Regions from separate parts of the Sus scrofa genome. Here region 1 is linked to region 2. Evidence: chromatin contacts called from public Hi-C data. All regions are on one chromosome and are shown on one strand. Each heading gives the region's core, a stretch centred on a gene start, on an enhancer-like site or on the middle of the called end of the contact. The rest is flanking DNA. Distances are from core to core; before and after follow the strand shown. Region 1 holds the start of PNP (purine nucleoside phosphorylase). Region 2 has its middle 5.0 kb from the start of TRNAT-UGU.

Evidence for each region. Hi-C and Micro-C count contacts between places; a contact is called where the count stands out from the background.
Region 1: a Hi-C map of alveolar macrophages shows a contact between it and region 2, with 1.8 times the contacts expected there. The contact joins the promoter of PNP here to the enhancer-like site in region 2. A contact is called at or near these places in 2 of 5 promoter capture datasets (fetal liver and liver), 11 of 47 Hi-C or Micro-C datasets (alveolar macrophages, brain, embryonic fibroblasts and 6 more) and 2 of 2 datasets of contacts at active chromatin or transcription factors (alveolar macrophages and skeletal muscle).

What each region holds. Positions count from the first base shown.
Region 1 is chr7:78,444,549-78,448,663 of Sscrofa11.1, forward strand. It overlaps PNP (purine nucleoside phosphorylase), which reads right to left and starts at 2,481. Exons shown (of 6, transcript XM_013989064.2): 1 at 2,216-2,481. The coding sequence starts at 2,265. It overlaps TMEM55B (type 1 phosphatidylinositol 4,5-bisphosphate 4-phosphatase), which reads left to right and starts at 2,775. Exons shown (of 7, transcript XM_003356721.5): 1 at 2,775-3,055; 2 at 3,388-3,578; 3 at 3,948-4,054. The coding sequence starts at 2,914.
Region 2 is chr7:78,268,212-78,272,162 of Sscrofa11.1, forward strand. No RefSeq gene overlaps it. Among named protein-coding and RNA genes, the nearest start is that of TRNAT-UGU, 5.0 kb to the left of the region's middle. Within about 2 kb of position 1,535, at least 4 of the 83 cell types and tissues checked have an H3K27ac peak or open chromatin away from gene starts, as enhancers often do. A contact at or near this core is called in alveolar macrophages, where this site is marked.

The DNA.
Region 1 (4,115 bases), core at 1,231-3,730, 180 kb after region 2:
GGCTCCTTCTAAGGGCATCTTGGAACTCAAGTCCCAAAGGAGTTTACTATAAGGCAGTTTCATAAGAGAGCACTTACAAAGTCACCATACTTCCCTTAACCCTGTGTCACACCTATATGGGCGGGGACTAGTCTGACCTTAGAAGGGACATATTCAGGGATTATTCCATCACACCTTTCCTTCAGCCTCACATACCAGTCAGAAAGAATATTCTTCCTATTGGTTAACATCCACTTCTTCATTTACTTCTCTAACCACACACCCATATATTTAACCTCTAATGACAACGTCACCAAGAGACCAAACTACTAAAAAAAATAAGCCATTGTACTCATCCATAGGATCCTTCGTACTGTATCCAATTCTCCATCTCTCCCACATTTTTATAAGAATAAAACTAGATTGAAATGAAAATCAAATATGACTTTGGTGAGGGTGGGGAGAGTCACAAAAGGATAGGTTTTAGAATGCGCATGTTATCGAGGTGCAAATAACGAACGCTACTCCACCCTAGAGTAAACACTTGAGCATCTGTGTGCCAGAAACAGAAGAAAGAGCAGCAGACTGGCCTGTCCCCTTGTAGAGCTACAACTCCCTCTCTATATTTTGTATCCAGAGGTTCCTTGATTCTTAAGTGTCTATGGAACCTACCTGGCCTGGAAAAGCTGTGTCTAAAAATCAGAACCCAGGTGAAATCTCCAGCCTCTGTAGCAGCCACAAGTGCCAGGAAAGTAACAGTTTCTTTAGTATTAAATATTTGGGGTGGGCTGTACTTTCCTCAATGTTAGGCTCACTGGAGAGGCTTCTAACTAAACTAGTCATGGTCCTCGGAGTTGTTTCTTCAATTCCCTTTTTTCTTTCTTTTTTTTTTTTTTTGTCTTTTTAGGGTCACACCTCCAGCATATGGAGGTTCCCAGGCTAGGGGTCTAATCAGAGCTACAGCTGCCAGCCTACACCACAACCACAGAAACACCAGATCCTTAACCCACTGAGCAAGGCCAGGGATTGACCCCGCAACCTCTTGGTTCCTAGTAGGATTCGTTTCCTCTGTGCCACGATGGGAACACCCTGTTTTTTCAATTCCTGTTGCCTCCCAGATGTAGAAGTCACAATTTGGGCTATAATATGGGGACAACTCAAATGTGGTTCAAGCTCCTATAAAGATCACATGAGGCTGAAGAAGGAGCTGGCACCCAAAGATTGGGCTCAGAGGTTACTGATAGACCCTTAGGGTTCTGCTTTGGTTTCTAGGAGTTCTTTAGAAAAAGGCAGCCATTTCAGCATTATTCTCCATCAAGGTGTCTCTACATTTAATAGACCTGAGCTAAAATGTTCCCATTTGTAGAAATCAGGTATTTCCCAAAAGCATGAGCTGCACCTCTGTGTGCTCCCTTCTGTGACAATGAGGCCCTTCCATTCCTGAAACTGCTTAACTAAAGGAAATTACTCTAGTAACACTGGAAAGACAGAGATATCTTTAAGGTGACTCACTTTTACTCTATCATCCACCATTAATTCCAGAATAATAGTTTGCTCATCCTACACTTACATGACTAGGGAAATCCTTCCAAATCATTGCCTAACTTTGTCATCTTTCCTGCTCTATCCTGAAATAATAAAAAAGTTCCTTTCAGCTGTGGGAGGGGATCCTGCACATTTCATCTCTGAGTACCCATTTAGTAGAGCACCTTGATTGATTTGAAAAGTAGTCTTATCTGCTATGCAACTTGAATATAGATGAATATAGATGAACAGGAGAGTGGGTAGGTGGGTTAGCTGGATGTTTAAATGTTTGAACTGCTTAAGATCTTTTCCATTACCTGTCAGAATAACCTCCACTAGCTGCCTCGCGGCTGGGGGCAAAGCTGAGACAAGTCTAAAGACTCTCATATCACAAAACAAAGTGACCAAAACATCCTTGGAATTGATTGTCAAAAAACTCTTACCACGCATATGTCTAGAACTGGGCGTCACAAAATAAACGATGAGATAATTGTAGTGATAGACAGGCTCATATAATTTCGTAATTTAATCAGGGACGAAGGGAGGGTGGAGTCTGCAAGGCAGCTTCCTGGGAAAGCCAGTCCTGTGTTCTGTGACTCCAGCGAGAAAGGCTGGAGTGACAATCTTAACATTTTAATCCACTGCTTTTTTACACATCTCCACTGACTTTTTACCGGTATTCCTTTGAATAGAGTGGCTAACTGTTGCCTACCGTTCCTCCTGCTGGTGCTTAGAAGAGTCCAAACTCCCGCACTCTTTCATTGCTGCTTTTTGAGCCACGCCCCCGGGTTCCGGCGCCAAGTTCGGGGCAGTAAAGTTGCGCCCCAAGGATCGCAGGGCCAGGGAAGGGAAGCCTTAAGCCAATGAGAGGCCAATTATAACCGCGACAAGGAGAAAAGTTTTTTAGTGATATCTTTGGACGGATTCGGAGCAATGATTGTCTGCCCCCACTGGGCGACTAACACCGGGATGGGCGGCTTTCTGAAACACGTGACCACGGAGAAGCAGCAGTCCTGCTCCACCTCCTGGTCTGGAGGTAGCGCGATGGGCCATGCTTCCAATGGCTTGAAGAACTTCTCGTCACGTGCAGTTTTTGCTGGCCTAGCTGCTTCCTGAAGGTCATGTGACAGTTGATGTTGGCGCGATGCTGCCCAATGGAAAATAAGAGCTGCCTTCGCCGGACCAGAAATTGGTTTATCTCCGCAAATAACAGCACGGCGGGGGCGGGCATAGCCTATCACGTGCGGCGGGGCGGAGCGGGGCGGGGCAGGCCACTGGTTGCGGGGCGAGCGGGGCGCGCGGCGCGCAGGCGCCCTGGGGACCCGGTAGCGGCGGCGGCGGTGGCTGCGGCTACAGCAGCGGCGAAGGGAGCCAGATCCCTGGCCGAAGCGGGAGACGGCGGTGGCGGCCATGGCTGCAGATGGAGAGCGATCCCCGCTGCTCTCCGAGCCTATCGATGGTGGCGCCGGCGGCAACGGACTAGTAGGGCCGGGCGGGAGTGGGGCTGGGCCTGGGGGAGGCCTGACCCCCTCCGCACCACCGTACGGAGCGGGTAAACATGCCCCGCCCCAGGGTAAGCTGGGGCAGGTCCGAGGTGTTCCCGGGGGTACTCTACGGAGAGGCGGAGGGGGCGGGTCCGAGGGCGGAGGCGGGGCCCAAGCGCCAGGTGCGGAGCTGTTGCACCTGTGACCGGATGAGGTTTCCTTTCTCCGCAATCGCTACCGGACCTTAGGAACCGAAGGGGGTTCTGAGGGATGTGATCGAAGCACTGATTATGAGAATCCCGCTGAGCTTGGTCAGAAGGGTTGAGGACCAGAATGAGTTGCCTTACCTCGTGGGGATGTCTGCAAGTGATGCCAGCCCATCTTTTTACTTCCTCTCCAGCATTTCCCCCGTTCCCCGAGGGACACCCAGCTGTGTTGCCTGGGGAGGACCCACCCCCCTATTCACCTCTGACCAGCCCGGACAGTGGGAGTGCTCCCATGATCACCTGCCGAGTCTGCCAGTCTCTCATCAACGTGGAAGGCAAGATGCATCAGCATGTAGTCAAATGTGGCGTCTGCAATGAAGCCACTGTGAGTTATACATACCTGTGAAATGGGCCCTGTTTCTTGGATCCTCTTTCTGATCCCTTGATTCTAGACCCTGACATTCAGGCGTTAGCCAAGTGCTTTCATGAAACCCAGGTTTCAGTTCCAGGAGTCTCAAACAGCCATTTCCCCAGAAGCCACTCACTAAAGCTAATGTTGGCCATCCCTCACCTTCATACCTATCCTGGATACTTAAGCCTAGTTTTCATTTGCACATCTCATGTTATATGCTTTTCATTTGTCTGTCCTGGCTAAGACTTTATCTCTCTGATCTTTTCTCAGAAGGTGTTTTTGAAAGAACTGGAAGGGATTGGGATTAGAAGTTTGCTTACCGATGTCCCCATTATTCTCTAGCCAATCAAGAATGCACCCCCTGGGAAAAAATATGTTCGTTGCCCCTGCAACTGTCTCCTTATCTGCAAAGTGACTTCCCAGCGGATTGCCTGCCCTCGGCCTTACTGGTGAGAGGCGTAGTTTGGGGAAGGGCATCAGTGGGGAAAATTGGAAAGCCAAAAATGGATG
Region 2 (3,951 bases), core at 285-2,784:
CTAGAACAATGAGGTTGCAGGTTCCATCCCTGATCTGGATCAGTGGGTTAAGGACCAGCGTTGCTGTGATCTGTGGTGTAGGTCGCAGATGCGGCTAGGATCCTGGGTTGTTGTGGTTGTGGTGTAGCCGGCAGCTGTATCTCCGATTTGACCCTAGCCTGAGACCTTCCATATGCCACGGGTGTGGCCCTAAAAAAGCAAAAAAATAAAATAAAATAAAAACTCATATAATTCAATAGCAAAAAACTAAATGACCAATTTAAAAATGAGCAAAGGACCTGAGGTGACATTTCTTAAAATAAGACACACAAATGTCCAACAGATATATGAGAAGGCAATAACATCACTAATCATCAGGGAAATGCAAATCAAAATACAATATCACCTTACACCTGCTAGAATGGCTATTATCAAAAAGACAAAAGATAGCAAGTGTTGGTGAGGATGTGGACTCCAGGAAACCATCGTGTACTTTGGAATGTGAATTGGTACAGCCCTTGTAGAAACAGTATGGAGGTTACCGAAAAAATTTCAAAAAACCCTACCTTATGATCCTGCAATTCCACTTCTGGTTTTATATCCAAAAGAAATGATATCAGTATCTCAAAGAGATATTTGCATTCCTGTTTATTGTAGAATTATTCACAGTAGTCAAGATATGTAAACAATATAAATATTCATTGATGGATGAATGGATAAAGAAAATGTCATATACATGTATACAATGAAATATTATTCAATCTTTAAAAAAAAGAAAATTGGGAGTTCCCGTCGTGGCGCAGTGGTTAACGAATCCGACTAGGAACCATGAGGTTGCGGGTTCGTCCCTGCCTTGCTCAGTGGGTTAACGATCCAGCGTTGCCGTGAGCTGTGGTGTAGGTTGCAGACGCGGCTCGGATCCCGCATTGCTGTGGCTCTGGCGTAGGCCGGTGGCTACAGCTCCGATTAGACCCCTAGCCTGGGAACCTCCATATGCCACGGGAGCGGCCCAAGAAATAGCAACAACAACAACAACAAAAGACAAAAATAAATAAATAAATAAAAATTTAAAAATTAAAAAAAAAAAAAAGAAAATTGTCCATCTGCTATATGTTTCTTACAATGTAAGTTTCTTGAATTGTCTGGGATAAGATAAAAAATTTTCATTTCAGGAAGACTATAATAAGAAAATGATGCATTTTATAAATTTAAGATTAAGAACTTAAAGAATTAAAAGTAAAACAAAATGGAGGAGATAAACAAAATGATACAAGTGCTTGTTTAATACAAAGAAAGGCAGAAAAGAAAAATGATGACATACTTAAGATCACTTAAAAATCAAAATGGAGTGACTATGGCTCAGGCATCCAAATGAGCTAGGTGCCCAATGTGGATGTGGTTTCAGACACATTCCCAAATCACTGAGAACTTGAACTTTCTGAACTCCATCAAACTCAAGGATATTACCAATCATTTTGAAAATAGTATCTGCTAGCAGTTGCTAGCTGCAATCTTGTACTTTCAAAATGCCTAGCCCCTCCCCATTTCATAACTATGTAATCATCTCAAACCCCAACCAATCCTTGCTTAATAAGCACTCTTACTTCTAATTCTTGCCAATTTATGTAACTTCACCATTTTTTGCTTTTATCAACTTCCCTCATTTTGTAATCCAACTGAACACAATTCAAGTGCTTCCTTAGATTTTTACTTCCTCCAAAGAAAACATACAGATGGCCAAAAAACACATGAAAAGATGTTCAACATCACTCATTATTAGAGAAATGCAAATCAAAACCACGATGAGGTACCACCTTACACCAGCCAGAATGGCCATCATCCAAAAGTCTACAAACAATAAGTGCTGGAGAAGGTGTGGAGAAAAAGGAACCCTAGTACACTGTTGGTGGCATTGTAAATTGGTGCAACCACTGTGGAAAACGATACAGAGAGTCCTCAGAAAACTAAACATAGAACTACCATTGGATCCAGCAATCCCACTCCTGGGCATCTATCCAGAGAAAACCATGACTCGCAAAGACACATGTACTCCGATGTTCATTGCAGCACTGTTTGCAATAGCCAAGACATGGAAACAACCTAAATGTCCATCAACAGAGGAGTGGATCAAGAAGAGGTGGTACATATACACAATGGAATATTACTCAGCCATTAAAAGGAAAAAATACTGGCATTTTTAGCAACATGGATGGACCTAGAAATTATCATGCTAGGTGAAGTCAGCCACACAGTGAGACACCAACATCAAATGCTTTCACTGACATGTGGAATCTGAAAAAAAGATAGAATGAACTTCTTTGTAGAACAGATGCCAACTCACAGACATTGAAAAACTTATGGTCTCTGAAGGAGACAGTTTGGGGGGTGGGGGGATGTGCCTGGGCTATGGGATGGAAATCCTGTGATATTGGATTGTTATGATCATTATACAACTACAGATGTGATAAATTCATTTGAGTAATAATAGAAAAAGAAATGTCACTGATTTCAACAGTGAAGAAAAAAAAAAAAAAAAGATTTGTACTTCCTAGCTGCAGTCCTAACAAAGCCCAAATACTTTTTTTTGTTTGTTTTTGGTCTCAACCAGGTCTCTGCTCTTGGAATTCTTGGTTAAGAGGGAATAATGAAACAAACAGATAAAGAACAGATAAATAGTCCCAACTGGAGATAGGCACTTGCTATCTGCCTCTATGAGGATTAAGTCACTAACCACTACAGTCACTGATCTTCAACACCCCCTGAAAGGAGCTCAGGGTGGAAATCAGAAGTGAATCACTTTGTGCTCTGGGAAAACTGGCAGAACAGGTCTTCAGATAGATATTTTCAGGAGAAGACTTTATGTGTCCAATTCTTGCATTTCCTTGTATCTAGAAAAGCACTAAAATATTAAAATGGTGCCATCTGCTCCTCATGACTGGCAGCAACTTTCACGGGATTAACAGTAACCTTCTGTAAAAAATGTGTGCTTGACTGCATGGATACATTCCACCCCACCACCCCACCCCCCGCCCCCGGCACAAAATCACATATGTAATGACATTCCCCCCTACCTCTTTGGATTGGTATTTCAGAGCTATAATCTTCATTTTGCCCCCCAGTAAAACTTAACTGTAGTCCTTATTTTGACCCTAATGAAACTAAACTCTCAGCTTTTAGACTGTGCTTTTTTTTTTTTTTTTTTTTTTTCCTTTTCTTTGGCCACTCCGGTGGCCTGTGGAGGTTCCCAGGCTAGGGGTCTAATCGGAGCTGTAGCCGCTGGTCTACCCGACAGCCACAGCTACATGGGACCCGAGCCACGTCTGCAACCTACACCACAGCTCTCAGCAACACCAGATCCTTGACCCAAGGAGCGAGGCCAGGGATCAAACTGGCAACCTCATAGTTCTTTGTCAGATTTGTTAATCACTGAGCCACGGTGGGAACTCCTAGGCTGTGCATATTTTAAGTTAAGAAGGATCTTACTGTGATTATGCAAATGTTTTAAACCTTGATTATAGTGATGATTATGCAGTTTGGTAAACCTACTGATATAATAATTAAATTGTACACTGACAAGGATGAATTTAAGGTACGTAAATCATACTTCAATAAAGTTGTTTTCAAAAAGTATTGATGGGAATCATAGAAAGCAAATAGCAAGTTCCCGTCATGGCTCAGCAGTAACAAACCCTACTAGTATCCATAAGATGTGCGTTTGATCCCTGGCCTAAATCAGTGGGTTAAGTATCCGGTGTTGCCTTGAGCTGTGGTGTAGGCCTCAGAAGCAGCTTGGATCTGGGATTGCTGTGGCTGTGGCATAGGCCAACAGCTGCAGTTATGATTCAACCCCTAGCCTGGGAACTTCCATATGCCATGGGTGCAGCCCTAAAAGAGCAAATATCAGTTGGTAGACTTAATCTCATCTATATCAGAAATTGCACTTAATGTAGAACAAATATGGTAGTTAGAAGC